Linked DNA regions of Mus musculus: region 1 is linked to region 2. Evidence: chromatin contacts called from public targeted proximity ligation data. All regions are on one chromosome and are shown on one strand. The core of a region is the stretch at or near the end of the contact, and the rest is flanking DNA. Distances in the headings are between cores, read along the strand shown.

Region 1 (6,831 bases), core at 1,192-3,691, 140 kb before region 2:
GAAACACACACATTTGCACACACAGGAATCCCTCTAAAAATGTGCTTACACAGCAATGATACACAAAAGACCTATCAGGTTAAAAGGAAAGCCAGAAAAAAAGAATGCCATGACTCGACATTATCAGACAAGACCTTTCAAAGATGCTGGTGGGTTTGTTCTGTGTTGACCATCTCCTGCCGGGCATGCAGCTTAGCCTTAAGAATGGCTTGGTTTGCCAGTGAGGTTCCCTTGAAGAATACTAAGTTTTCACTTGCAAGTGGTTATCAGTTGGAGATAACTTCTGAGTTAGGGATGGGCACATGTGTCTACTTCAGGACCTCCTCTGGTACCCATCCTGTGCATGCTGCCTCTGTTTCTGAGTTCATATGTACATTGCTCCTGTTGCTTTCAAGGTCCTCATTCCCTTGGTGTCCTCCACCCCTCTGGCTCTTCCACGCTTTCTGTATTCTCTTCCACAGGGTTTCCTAAACCCCGAGGGAAGACATTTGATGGAGGCATCCCATTTAGGACTGAGTGCTCTCTCATTCTCTATATACTTTCTGGTTGTGGATCTCAGTATTTAGTCTATCTGCTGCAAAATAACGCTTCTTTGATGATGGCTGAGCAAGGCATTGATCTATAAGCACAGCAGAATGTTGTTGGGAGCCATTTATGCTCTATTAGCAGAAGAGTAGTATTTGATTTTCCCCTATGTCACTGGCCTATCTAGTATCAGGTTCTTAGCCACCAAATCAGTGTTGGGTATGGGGTCCATCTCATAGAGTGGGTTTCATATCTGTTATGGAGTTTGAGACCACTAGAAAAAGACAACCAGACTCAATTCAAAATGTAACTAGTCAAATTTATTAAAACTTTTGTCAGGGCTGCAGTCTCCAGCTCAAATCAGAGACTGCCACACAGAAGCAGGTACAGGAAGGACTTTTAAAGAAGAAACCACAAGGGCTGTTCTGTTCTGCCTAGATTAGATGGTCAGGATGACTTTAAAACTGTCCTTGAATGTCTCCACAAGCAAGCCACAGAAACAAAGAAAAACAGCAGTTAGTCATATCACAACAATGCACACATAACAAGTAGATCCACACTTCTGGGTAGAAGTAAAGGCTTGTAGAGAATTTATCTTCTAGGAGCTTAAGTCAGAGATAAACAGCTATTAGGTACCAAGATGGATGCTGAGCACAGAATGGAATTTCTTTTAGCCATTACAAATCTAATCAGAGATTGGTTGGTTACTCCCGCAAGCTTTGTCTAACTATTATACCTATGAATCTTACAGGCAGGTTACCCATTGGCTGGGCCTGGTGTTTACCTTTCTTCTTTACTAGTGAGCAAAATTACATTTTGCTGCTGTTTTCCCTACCTATTACTTTCTTTCGTGTGTGTGTGTGTGTGTGTGTGTGTGTGTGTGTGTGTGTAAATGCTGGTGTGCCACAATACAAGTATGGAAGTCAGAATACAATGAGCAGCTTCTCTCTTTCCATCATGTGGTAGGTTTCAGTAATCAAACTCAGGTTGTCAGACTGGCAGCAGGCATCCTCACCTTGCTTGCCAGCCTATTCTTCCTCCTTTTTACTTTCCTTCTTTTCCTCTTTTCCTTTCTGTCCTTTTCTTTTCTTGGAATAGGATCTCACAGTATATCTCAAACTGGACTCAAATGTAACAATCCTCCTGCCTCAGCAGAGTGCTAGGGTTACAGAAGTACTCTATAACAACTGGCTTTGCTTCTTCTTCTTCTTCTTCTTCTTCTTCTTCTTCTTCTTCTTCTTCTTCTTCTTCTTCTTCTTCTTCTTCTTCTTCTCCTTCTCCTTCTCCTTCTCCTTCTCCTTCTCCTTCTCCTTCTCCTTCTCCTTCTCCTTCTTCTTCTTCTTTAATATAAGACTCTAGTTCATCTTGAGTCCTTCTTCCTTCTAAGGCTTAAAGATCCATTTGGAGAGATTTGAAGTAAGCTTTCTTATAGCTGGTTTGTCTTTCCATTAAGCTGTGATATTTCTGAGGTTTTAACAGATTACCTAAGTACTCTATTTTGACTGATGGTTACATCAATGTCTCCAGACAGTGTAAGCTATAGAAATTGCCCAGTTTTCCCCTCATCCATTCTTTGCTTGACCTAATTCAAGCAAACGTGTGATTTGAGTAATATACTGGACAACATTCACTTTGTTGCCCAGTACAAGACCTTAGTCTGCTTGCTGTTCAATGGAAAGCAATTAGTTAAAAAGGAAGGTGCTGGGCTGGCTGGCTGGTGGTGGAGCATGGGGCTGTTTTGTGGGCAAGTTGATTTAGGGGAGGATTGCATAAGGGATGGCTGGTTGCATGCTGATAAGTAGAGATTTGTGTTCTTACACATCTAATCTTGGTCACTTAGTCACTCCCAGTCCCACAGGTCTTAAGGAGGAGGCTCATTGCTTCCCCAGTCTATTCTTGTCATTGTTTACTTTGACCATGTGAGGTTCCTGACTAATTTCACAATGAACAAGCTAGAGTGGGCAGCTGTCCAGAGGCCCTGCTGATCTGAAAAACTCCCAAAATGGAAAACAAACAGATCACACCTATTTATTGTGAAAGATGGGGTCTGCAGAAATCCAGTGGGGAGAAGATGAGCTCAACACCCATCTTCCTTATAAACCCCAGGCTTAAGATTCTCCATGACTCAAGACGAATGTCGAGTAGGTATCTGGAGTTCTGTCTCTGTCCAGCTATCTTTGTCACCACAGTCATTCTTCAACTCTGTCTCTTTAGCTCAATGATTCTGTACTCTTCTTGTGAATCCCTTCCTGTTAGGTTTTTCTTTGCTGTGAAGAGATACCATAACTCTTATAAAGAAAAACATTTAACTGGGGCTGGCTTACAGCTCAGAGATTTAGTCCATTGCTGTCATGGCAGGAAGCATGGTGGAGTGCAAGCAGACATGGTGCTGGAGAGGTAGCTGAGCATTCTACCTCTGGATCAGCAGGCAGCAGGAAGAGACTGCCACACTGGACCTGCCTTGAGTATCTGAGGCCTCAAAGCCTACCCCCAATGACATACTTCCTCCAAGAATGCCACACCTACTTCAACAAGGCCACACCTTCTATTAATGCCATTGTCTGAGTCTCTGGGGGCCATTTTCCTCCAACTACTGCACCTTACAGTACTTTCCACTAATGAACTCCACAGCTAGAGCCAAGGCAGCCCCAAGACCCACCTCCATTGTCTCCTTTTCATCTAACAGCAGTCTTGCTGCCCCATGTTTAGAAAAAGGTGCTGAGCATATCCTTCCCAGAAGCCCATGGGCCCCTCTCTAAGACGGATCATAGTCTAGGTCCCAAATCAAGTCTTAAAAATATGAAACAATTGAAATAACTTAACTCTTATCAGATCACAGTAAAATAAAACTAGAAATCACAAAAGTGAGAGAAATCACAAGAGCTACACAAACACTTGGAATCTTGCTGCAGACCCTCTGGGTCCCTTTGTCTGCATGGAACTGGTCTCTGGGTGCAGATGGGCAAGGAGTCGGTGGGTGACAGACAGACCAACAGGAGAGATTGTGTAGAACCTGAATGTCTTGTCACAAAGTGAACACCAGTCTTATATAGTACAGAAAATAAAAGGGGTAGGAAGTCACAGCAGGCAAAGTACATTGAAGTTGCCTGACACAAAACAAAGGAGTGACTACAAAGGGACTTACAGGAACCAGGTAAATGTTTACAGTAAAGATAAAGCCGTCCTGCATAGGGTCAGCTTAATGACAGGTAAGGATTTCACACCCTAATGCTACTCCTTTGAGCCTTGTGAAGGCTAGCACCAGGGGGTTCTGCTCTAAGCAGAATGCCCCCCTATTTCCTAGGCCTTGTTAGATTCTTATATGAGTATAACTTTTAAGTATCTGGAGAATCTCCATTTGTCAGAAGAATTCACCAACTTGCTTCTAATATGCAATGTAGCCTGTACTGAAGATTTCTATCTCAGTGGGATTCCCTGGCTCTTTCATGGTAAACACTCTACAGACCAGCTTTGAGCTGCTTTGGCTTAATTAGTTACTGAATAGGTAACTTCCTTACTGCATTCTTACAGGATTCCAAGCTTGTAGGCTTCTGGAACCTTGGAACACTGGCGAGGGCTTACATGTGTCAGAATTCAATCTTAAAAGGCACTTATAATAAGATAATACTAAAAGAGAGCACGTGGATCCATACACCAGACTAATGCAGGGATAGGGTATGAGTATACGGGTTAATGAGAACGCCAAAGCTCCAGGAGGTGAGTTTCTGTGAAACTCTTTTCCTCGTGAGTGCTCCCAGGCTTCTCAGCCTGTCAAGCAGACTTCACTGGAGTGCCTGGCAGAATCTGAACAGCATGATGTTGGAGGGCTGGCAGCTCATCAGTGAAGAAACTGGAGGGGGGGGGTCGGGGGACTACGAATGAACCAAATGAAAATGAACACAAAACTTAGCAGTTCATGCACAGTACATCTAGGGCAAGACTAAGAGGAAAGCTTATGACATCAAATAAATGAACTACTGTGAACCTCGTCTTAGAGAAGAGGAGAAAAGGACAAAAAAAAAAAAAAAAAAAGAGAGACCCGGAAAACAGAAGAAGACAAACCCCAAAGCAGTAGCTAGCAAGAAATAACAAAGATCAGACAAGAGTCACCACATAAATCAGTGAAATAGAAGCTAAAAGAGCAATACACAGGTCAAAGTGCTAGTTCTTTGAAGAAAAAAAAAAAAAAAAAAACCAAACAAACAAGATTTACAAGTCCCTACCCAATATAATCAAAGGAAAAAGAAAAAGGTCAATTTGGGAAATTGAATATAAATGAGGGTGTCGCAATAGATTCCCACAAAATTCAGAGAATCGCAAAGAAAATAAATACTGGCAAAAAGGTGAGGAAAGAAATTTATACCCTGTCGGCAGGGATGCAAACCAGGCTACCCACTCTAGGGTCTTCCAAAGACTAAAAATTGTAACAAGAACACAACATCATAATTCACACATGAATGTGGCAGCAAAACACGTGTCATTGCACGCTGGCCAAATTTAATAAAATGAAATAAAACTAACTGGGGGATTCAGACTATTTTGTTGAGTTGCAAGTTATGGTGCAGAGTATATGTTTATTATTATAACAGTCCAAATTACTTATTGCAGCAGGCAGCGGACTCTCCGGCATTAGATGTTTTACAATTGAGCAATCTTTCCCCAGTTGTGGTTGAGAGCTTATTTTAGCCACTGATAGCTGCCGAGAAGTGTGGGCAAGTGAGGCCCTGTCTGGGTCTCACACTGTAGAGCAACAGAGCATTCAAACACGTGAATTGATTGGGAGCACATGGCAGCGGTGCCTCCTGGCTGACGCTCAGCACTGACTCAGCAAGATCCATAACCAAACGTGCTCTTGTGACTTACCCCATCCAGGATGCAGCAGATGCCTCTCTGTATCTCTTGCCTTGTGTTCCTGAGTCGGAGAGCTGCAAATTGTCCTTCTCTGAATGCTGTTGGGGTGATAATTGCAGAGACAGACACTATGGCATATTGGGAGTATTTGAACATTAGAAGTCAAGACAAAGTAGTGAGCAGGCCAAATTCTTCCTGTCAAGTATCTGGAATATAATAAACTTTTATTGATCATTTCTCAGTAGCACCAAATGATTATTTTCTTTATTTTCTAGATGTATTTAATTTAGTTATTTATGTGTACATATCTCTTGTCTGCATTCACGTATGTATGTATTTGTGTGTGTATATATGTGTGTTAAGAAGAAACTGTTGAATCCCCTGGAAGTGTAGTTTCAGATGATTGTGAGCATCTGTATAAGTGCTGGGGACTGAACTCAGGTCCTCTGCAAGAACGAGAGCTCTTAACTGCTAACCCACCTCATCAGCCCTCAACCATTGAGTTTCTTGCTTCTCTTGTTTCAATATGTTTCACCCAAAGTATATATAAAATTACTGTAGTACACATAAAATAGTTCAACATAGCAGCTGAAGAATGCTGGGGAATAGTTTAAGAATTTCTGTTATGTTTGTGTGCATGTAGATGTGGTCATAAAATGAATATAATGTCATGCACTCTATACCTCACCAACAATATAGATGCTGAGTCCTAGGATTCTGAATAGGTTAAAGTTAAAGATACTTATATATTTATTAAGACAGTGAATTTATATAAAGACAAATTATTTTAATTCCAGAATCATTTCAATACTTTAATATTTTAGATTAATAACTTGAATGTATACTGACTTAACTTTAATATATAATTTGAATATCTCTGAAAAATAAATTTCAGAAACATAAAAAATATTTTGTTTAATTTTAATCATTGATAAGACATATCCATATCTATATACTTTGAATGTTGTTTTAGTATTTTTAAAATAATTTTATAATGGGAACAGATTGAAACCATGATAAAAAAATATGAATATAGTCTGTGTGTCTTCATGTGCGTGTATCGCGGGGTATGTATTTGTGTACATGTATCTCTGTGTGTGTGGTGCTGGGCACTGAGTTCAGGGCCTTCCACATGCTAAACAATTACTCTATTGTTGTGGTAAATATTAATTGGGAGTTTATACCTCACCTTTGATCATTCAGTTCCCAAATAAAAGACACAAAACCTTTATATTTATAATATAAGGTTTTATAAGGCTTAAAGCATTAGAGCTGGGCAGATATCAACCCTCTAAGATATTTCTTCTACTTCCCTGTCACGAACTCCATGATATCACTTGCCACTTCTGCCTGGGCCACTCCTACTCCAACTGTCTGACCCTCATGGCTCTGCTCTCATGATTCACCTACCCCAGGGTGTCTTCTATTCTCTTCATTTCTCTTCTCTTGGTCTCT
Region 2 (7,841 bases), core at 3,340-5,839:
CCCAGTGAAATATTTTCCTTTACAGGAGTTGCTGTGGTCATGGTGTCTCTAATTCTAACTCTTTAAGGAGAGTTAGATGATGCCATCTCAATCCAGAGTCCCACGCAAGGGAGGCAAATACTCCACCTCCTAATCTACCCACCTAATTCTGTATAGGGCGGGAGGTAGAAGTAGCCAGGAAGTAACAAAGGCAACCTTGCCGATACTTCAAAAGAGATACAGAGTGGGTTGTAGCCCTTCCCCATAACATCCGTCTGACCTTTGAACAGGGGGGAAAAAAAGATTCCAGTAAAATGAGGCTACTTTCAATGTTCTCACCATAATCCAGGTCCTAGAGTGTGTATTTCTCAATTTTCACAATTTTAAGTGTTTCTTGCCATATTTCATGTCGTACATTGTGTGTTTCTCATTTTCCATGATTTTCAGTTTTCTCGCCATACTCCTGGTCCTACAGTGTGCATTTCTCAGTTCTACTCCGTGTGTAATTCACCCACAGAAGGCTCCTTTCCCAACAGGAACCCATGTATGTTTTTCATACAGTAGACTCTATATTGGCCTTTAGAATTCCTCATTGGGCCAACCTTACTTTTAAAAATCACTTAATCGCACCATGGTAGTACTATGACCCAAGAACTAGGAACTCAGATTTTCATCTCTTTCCTCACTCTTACAAGCTGTGTGATCTTGTCATGGTAATTTTTAAAAAGATTTATTTATTTTTATGTAGGCGAGCATTTTACCTACGGGTATGTATGTGCATGTATGCGGTGCCTGCTGTGGGCAGGAAAGGGTGCCAGAACTCTTAGCTTCAGGTGGATGTGAGCCACCAAGGAGGTGCTGGGATGGCAACGTTGTATCACAGTGTCAAAAAGTTAAGATACTCCTGGGAGTCTACACCATTTCCTCCCTGTCTACTTCTAGAAGGCCTAACTTAACGCCCAACTCCAAACTGCTGTGACATATAGAGGCCCAAGCTTCTCTCCATTCCACACCTAAGCCAGGGACTGCAAGAACACTCATGGTTACTCAAAGACACTCCTCAGAAGACTACGGAAGCCAACAACAACCATTCACCAATAGCTGGATGCTGCCCAGAGTTCTTAACCTAGTTTGAAAACTCCACTCCAATTACTGCCTAAACTGGAGATGAAGTTGCTGACATCGTCCTTGTCTCGAGTACCCTAAAGTATATCTGCTACTTATTCAGAGGCCAAGCCACTGGGTCGTCATGATCCTGGCCACACTCACTCTTCCCATAGCCAGCTTTGAACTGTCTCTGTCTCTGCCGCATTTAAGATTCCTCGTGGGAAATAAATCTACTGTCCAAGGTTTGCATCCTTCATTGTCTACTGTGACCTGGGCTCATCTCTTGTAGTACACTGCAGGGCTGGAGAGCCTTTTAGTTACAGCACTGGCGCTTGGATCATCTCCAGGAGCTCCAAGGAGCAGAGAAAAGGGGGTACAAACATGCCAACTGCTCTTCCCAGGCCCAAGAGCATTCCAGCTAATGAAGTCTAAAACACCTCCATTCCTCAGAAGCTCAAATATCAGAAAGCAAATAATTACATGATGATACTTTCTGATAAATTGTTTCAAAGGGTTTGCTTTTGTTTCTTTTTCCTACCAACTGATGCTCAGTGGCTTGCATCTGCGTGCCTCAGTTCCTCCCTAAGCCTCCATCATGCCATTAACATGCCCCAGATACTCAATTTTTTATCTTCCCTTGAACCAAACGTCTCAAACATTCTGTGAACAAGGACTTTGCCCCCACCTCAGATGCTGGGTAGCTATTTGAAGGTCCCCATCTTTAGCTTCCAGATAACTGTCTGAATATTCTACATAAAGTAGATTTAGTCTATGATCTCCACTCTTAAAACTTTCTATCAGACCATAGAATCATTTAGATAGATAGAATAAATAGAATAATATCACTTAGATATTAGATAGAATCATCAAATCATTTCTAAGACCAAGTATTTATCAAGTGAAGAAAATAACAACCAGAAAACCATGGATAAGAGAGACCTGTGCTTAAAGTTGTGTTTTATTAGGGCAGTTTGAGGTTCAGCCAAATGGTCAGAAGTCACAGCAGTAACACATATAATCTTTCCCCCCATACATATTACTATCACTCAGACTCCAGAGTTTCCATTAAAGGTCACTGATGGTATTGCATGTTCTATAGGAGTGAACACATTTGTACTGACACATGCCCACCATTACAGTGGAATACAGGTTCACCCTCCCCCCACCCCTGCCCTTGCAACCACTGGCCTTTTTCTTGTCTCCCTGATTTTGCCTTTCCCATCATGCCTTATGGTTGTGGAGTCATGCAGTAGGCAGTGTTCTCATACTGGCTCCCTTCACTGAGCAGAATTTATGCAGTATTGCAGATTTCTGTTTCCTCCCGGTTATTTTGTGGCTCCATAGATCATTTCTTTTTAAGCACTGAGTAATATTTCATTATCAAAATAAATACACCACAGCTCACATGCCTTTTCACCAACTGAAGACCACCAATGGTCGAGTCTCCATTTCAGCTACTCTGAATAAAGCTGCTATAAATTTTTGAATTCCAGTACTACTGCCCCCTCTAGAGACCTAAAAAGGGGGTTAAGATTCTCTTGCAGCCACTTAGGGGTGTTTCTCTAAGGTTCGTGAGTGATTTTGCTGACCTGATCATCAGTGTATGCCAGGTATTTAAGAGTACCTCGCCATCTTCTAAGCTACGCAGCTGGCTGTACATTTTGACTTTTTCATGTTTTTCATTATTAGGTAGGAGGAGGTTGGCTAAGAATTGAAATAGTGGAGTTTCTTCTGCTCTCCATTGTCAGTGGGGAAATGCTGAAGAGTCCTGGTGTGTGTGACATCATATTAATTTTTCTCAGGCTTTGTCTCCTTGGACATAACAATATACCCTCGTTCTGGCAGAAATGGGCGGAGCAGCATGTGGGTGACTCACCAGGCTTAGAGCACTGCAGTCCTTATTTCCTTCTCCACTAGCAAGCTTGGGCTTGTGACTGACATGCGACCATGTTCCAGTTACATGGGAACGGTTTCTTCTTATTCTCTTTCTATAACGCACGGTTAGTCACTACCAAAAGGAGAGAGGGAGAGAGAGAGATTATGGAACTTCTTTTCAAACTCAGATAAAATTTGCTAGAATATGGGATTTCGGTGAGGAACTCCCTAGACTCTTTTCTCAGATCTACAACAGTGATAGCATTAGGCAGGGCCAGCATTTGTCTTACCAGACCTTGAAGAACACTGTTCTCCTTTGTTGCAATATGTATCTGCCGTGTAACTATGGAATAATTAGTAAGTTTGGGACATTTAATGTTGATACAATGTTATAAGTTAGTTCACAAAGCATACAACTGTTCCCCGACTGGTTTTCTAAAGCTATATGTTTTTCTGGGTCAAAACTAAATCTTGGGTTCCTTGTACCATTTGGTTGAATGATTCTTTTGGCCATTTCCCCTGACTGTGTTCTTCTGCCCACGTGAGTACTTTCTTGGTTTGAAAATTAACTGAGAACATAGCCTTGACCTAACGGCCCCTGAGTTGCCAGCTGGCTGTCCCCAGAATGAAAGTTTCTGCAGAAAGGACTTTCCAGATATACAAAACAACACGCTTTATCGCTCTAGCCCTAAAATGTCCCAGCTGTGTCTCTCACCAATCAGACTAGGCTCATACTGAGCATCCCAATCTGCTGTGGTTACATCCCCTCTAACTCCAGAGGGCAACGTAAGCTATGAGGCTTCTAAGTCCTGCGTTAATAGGATCAACCATTATTCCCAAGGGAGCAGGAGGACTCTTCCATACTCCATCCCGTCTGGGCAGTCTGGGCCAAAGGGACACTTGTGGGCCATTGTGAAGGATAACAGGACTCAGCAAAGCCCAAACAGCAACGCCCCCTGAAAAGCCCAGGGTGACTTCTGAACTCTGTGGTTTCTGGGAAGGGCTGTTTTTCCTCAAGAGCAGCAGTTCCTACAGCGAATGGCAATCATAACTGCTCTGATGCTGGGACTAGTCAACAATGGGGAATTATCTCTGGAAAATACTAGTTCTAAAACACATCTTAGAACTTAAGAGCCTCTTTTTTAAAAAAAATCCTCTCCTTTTTCTGTCTTTTAAATGTTGTAGGGGTCGATTTGAAAGTTGTGAGTAAATGTTCACAGCCTTTGCGTTCTCAAAGGAAATCCCTAGTATTTGTTTATTTTTGTAGATAATGTGATCAGAGCTGCCTGCTGCCCTCCTTTTAGAGAAGAAAAGAACAATTTTCCTGTCATGTCAAAACACTGTTTTGATGATAAAGCTGTCAGCCTGTTTTGCTGTGTATCTCTCCCTCAGTCTCCCTGGCACAAATGTAGCCATATCTGTCCAGTGTTTGATGGAGTCCTCTGAGAATCCGGGCTGACTGTAACTTTGGTTCTCATTTGTCCAGGGCTTCCTTTCAGTGCTGTGGAAACCAGCTGCGATTTTGAGATAGGCCTCTGCAACTTTTATCAAGACAAAGAGGGTCCGGGTTGGACCAGAGTAAGAGTAAAAGCAAACATGTATCGGGCCGGAGACCACACGACAGGAACAGGTTGGTCAGTGGGGCCTGGCAGGCCCCACATCCTGGGTTTGCTCTCCCATACCAATTGCAAGCCTCATTTCAGAGAAAGATAAGAAAAGAGGAAGAACAAAGAAGTAACGATTGGCGATGCTTGGCCATTTTTAAAAGTTGTAATTCAAGATACTGTGCTACCCAAAGCATTTGCAGTTCATTAAGTAGAGAAATCTTTGGAAACTGTTTTGCTCTTCATTTCAGAAAAAAAATCCACTTGGATTCCATTTGCATTTCAATGAGCAAAGGAAATGATAGATAAACATATAGACAAATGAACATAATCGTAAGCATAGCAGGGGGTGGAGTGGGGCGAGGGGTAGGGTGGGGGCACCTGTCCTCTTCTCTTGTACTTTCTGTAGCTGGGGCTGAAAATTAAACAGACAAGAAGCAGACTACCAAGAGAAAACTGTAGCATTCCAACAACATATTTTTATATGCACATGGGAGCCTTCACAGGAAAATAGAAAATGAAAACTAGAAATATACATAGGCCTGAAAGCTTATGTATCATTTTTAACAAAGAATGGTAAAGTTGTGGAAAGAAGCAAGACCAAGGAAAGGGAGAGAGAGTCAACTGTGAGGTGGTGACTGGGAAACCTATGGAGCAAACTAATGAAAAGCAAGGGCTTCATAGGAGGTTTGTTTGTACAGATCCATTTCAGCGTAGTCTCAGGCTCTACAACACCGGCATCCTGGACAGGATGTGGCCCAGGCTCATAGGAACTTTGATGGCCTGCTTTAGATAGAAAGTGAGTGGGCACAGAGCCCTTCCTGCCTCTACTGTCCTCCAGTGCCTTCAGCTCAAAATCATCAAGGTGCCAGAGCAGCATATTTGGGGTGATCTGTTCTGATGGCCTTCGGTGCTCTGAGAGAGAATAGTGGAAGGACATTTTAGCTAGGGATTTAAGAGTAGTCTCTACAATGGAAGCTACAGAGGACAAGCATCTATGAGGTCTCTCAGTGTAGAGACGGGTGGCCAGTCCAACTGGCAGTCTGCCCGTAGAGAGAGGAACGGTGTGGAAGATGGAGAGGATAGCAGACGGTGGATTTGAAAGAGCAGAGGAAGCACTGGGGGTTATTAGAAAGGCAGTAAGAAGCCACTGAAAGGCTGTAAGCAAGAAACAGAAAGATGATATTCAGGTTACAAAAAAAAAAAAAAAAAAAAAAAAGTCTGGCTGTCTTGTGGCCACCCATATTTGTCCATTGCATTCACAAAGTACCGCAGACTGGGGCTTACACAACAGCTGCTTTTCGTCATGTCATGAGGCTGGAAGGCTGGAATCCAGGGCCTGGTGAGGCTTTCCTGGGAGTCTGGCTTGCGGGCGTAGTCCTATCACTGTCCGCACATGCCCTGCCCGTGTGTGGGAGAGATCAAGCCCCCTGACTCTCCTTACACGGATGAGTTTGGGTTGTTTTGTTTTGTTTTTAATTCTTAAAGCAAACACTGACAGGCCATGAAGAGAACTCCCCGAGAACAGATGAGAAAAGAGAGAAACTGTCGTGTGCTGCCTGACTTCGCATACGTGGATCCGCTTTAGCTTGACCGTGTGGGTGTGATTGGTAGTAAGGGGACCGTTGCTGCTAGAAATTCCAATCTGTTTTTTAGAACTAAGAAACAAGGAAATTGAACCCAGCCGCAGCATCTGGGAGCATCAGCGCCCAACCGGTCAGAAACATGATTTTTCAGGGACGGGTTTAATATGTAGGTATACCAAAAGAACAGTGTGTTCTGCCCAGAACTCTCCCGTGGTGCCAGGCCAGCCTGCCTTCCCTCCTCCTGACTGGCCACTGCAGATAGAGCAGGGGAAGTGAACTCTTTGATTGACACTGACTATGACCCAGCAGGAGACATCCAGTAGTTCCAAGCTCATTCATTCTTTTTTGTGTGATTAAAAAAAAAAAAAAAGAGTATAGTTCCTACTTAATGACATGAATCTGAGTCTGTACACTATAAGATCTACACTGCTTTATGACAGCCACTTGAATTTCTAAGAGGTTTAATTTGCTATCCAGGTCTAAGGACATTGTATAGATTTTTTTTTTGTCACTTAAACCACAGACGTTAGAAAGCCTCTATTAAGGTTTAAAACCTATGGAAGTAGTCTTGAGGGAACACCCCATTGCCTTAACTGGTTTCCACCTGGCTGTATGAGCTCATTCTACATTGGTGTTGCACTAAGTCAGTGGTTCTCAGTCTCCCTGATACTGTGACCCTCTAATACAGCTCCTTATGTTGTAGGGACCCCCCCCAACCATAAAATTATTTCACTGCTACTTCATAACTGTAATTTGGCTACTCTTATGAATCATCATGTAAATGTCTGATATGCTGGATGTCTGGTATGTGACTCCCGAACGGGTTGGGATTCCCCCAGGTTGAGAACCACAGCACTAAGTGGTTTGTTTTCCTCACAGGGCACTACCTGCTGGCCAACACTAAGTTTACATCCCAGCCTGGCTACATCGGAAGACTTTATGGTCCCTCTCTCCCTGGAAACATGCAGTACTGTGTGCGCTTTCATTACGCCATCTTTGGGTTTTTGAAAATGAGTGACACCCTAGCCGTTTATATCTTTGAAGAAAACCATGTGGTTCAAGAGAAGATCTGGTCTGTGCTCGAGTCCCCGAGGGGTGTTTGGATGCAAGCGGAAATCAGTTTCAAGAAGCCTATGCCCACAAAGGTACAGTAGAACCTGCACTACCTGTGTCCATTTTAGTTGCTAGATGTGGGTAATGATTTCTGGTTAGCTGATGGTGTATTTATCCTTCTGTTCGGATCAACCTGCATTTGACACGTATCACCCACCCCCAGACAGGTGCATGTTAAGCCTTCAATCCCTTTGCATTTTCTGAATTATATCTACCTATTTCCCTCCCCTTCCCCCTCTCTTTCTCTCCTCATTCCCTCATCCTTCATCTACTCTCTCTCTCTTTCTCTCTCTTTCTCTCTCTCTCTCTCTCTCTCTCTCTCTCTCTCTCTCTCTCTCTCACACACACACACACACACACCAATGATTACATTTTAAAAACATGAGATTGATGTGCCAGAGTCATCATTGTGGCTGGAAGGTCAATACTTCAGGCCTTAGCAGAACACAGGATAAAGCCAGGCTGCTCACTAGAGGTATGGAGGCAGCTGACCCTGCTCAGAGACTGACACAGGGAGCTATCAGCAGCTGATTTTGCTAGCAATGAGAAGACAAAAACAGACCCTATAAATCAAGGA

Evidence for each region.
Region 1: a contact with region 2 is called in a targeted proximity ligation map of the HPC-7 cell line, with 7 times the contacts expected there. A contact is called at or near these places in 3 of 484 Hi-C or Micro-C datasets (bone marrow-derived macrophages and nephron progenitors) and 3 of 130 datasets of targeted methods (the HPC-7 cell line, heart atrium and stem cell-derived neural progenitor cells).

The regions. Positions count from the first base shown.
Region 1 is chr19:23,488,416-23,495,246 of GRCm38.p6, reverse strand. No RefSeq gene overlaps it. Among named protein-coding and RNA genes, the nearest start is that of Gm34012, 4.9 kb to the left of the region's middle.
Region 2 is chr19:23,350,054-23,357,894 of GRCm38.p6, reverse strand. Mamdc2 (MAM domain containing 2) reads left to right here. Exons shown (of 14, transcript NM_174857.3): 8 at 4,448-4,591; 9 at 7,031-7,296. Among named protein-coding and RNA genes, the nearest start is that of Gm41821, 54 kb to the right of the region's middle.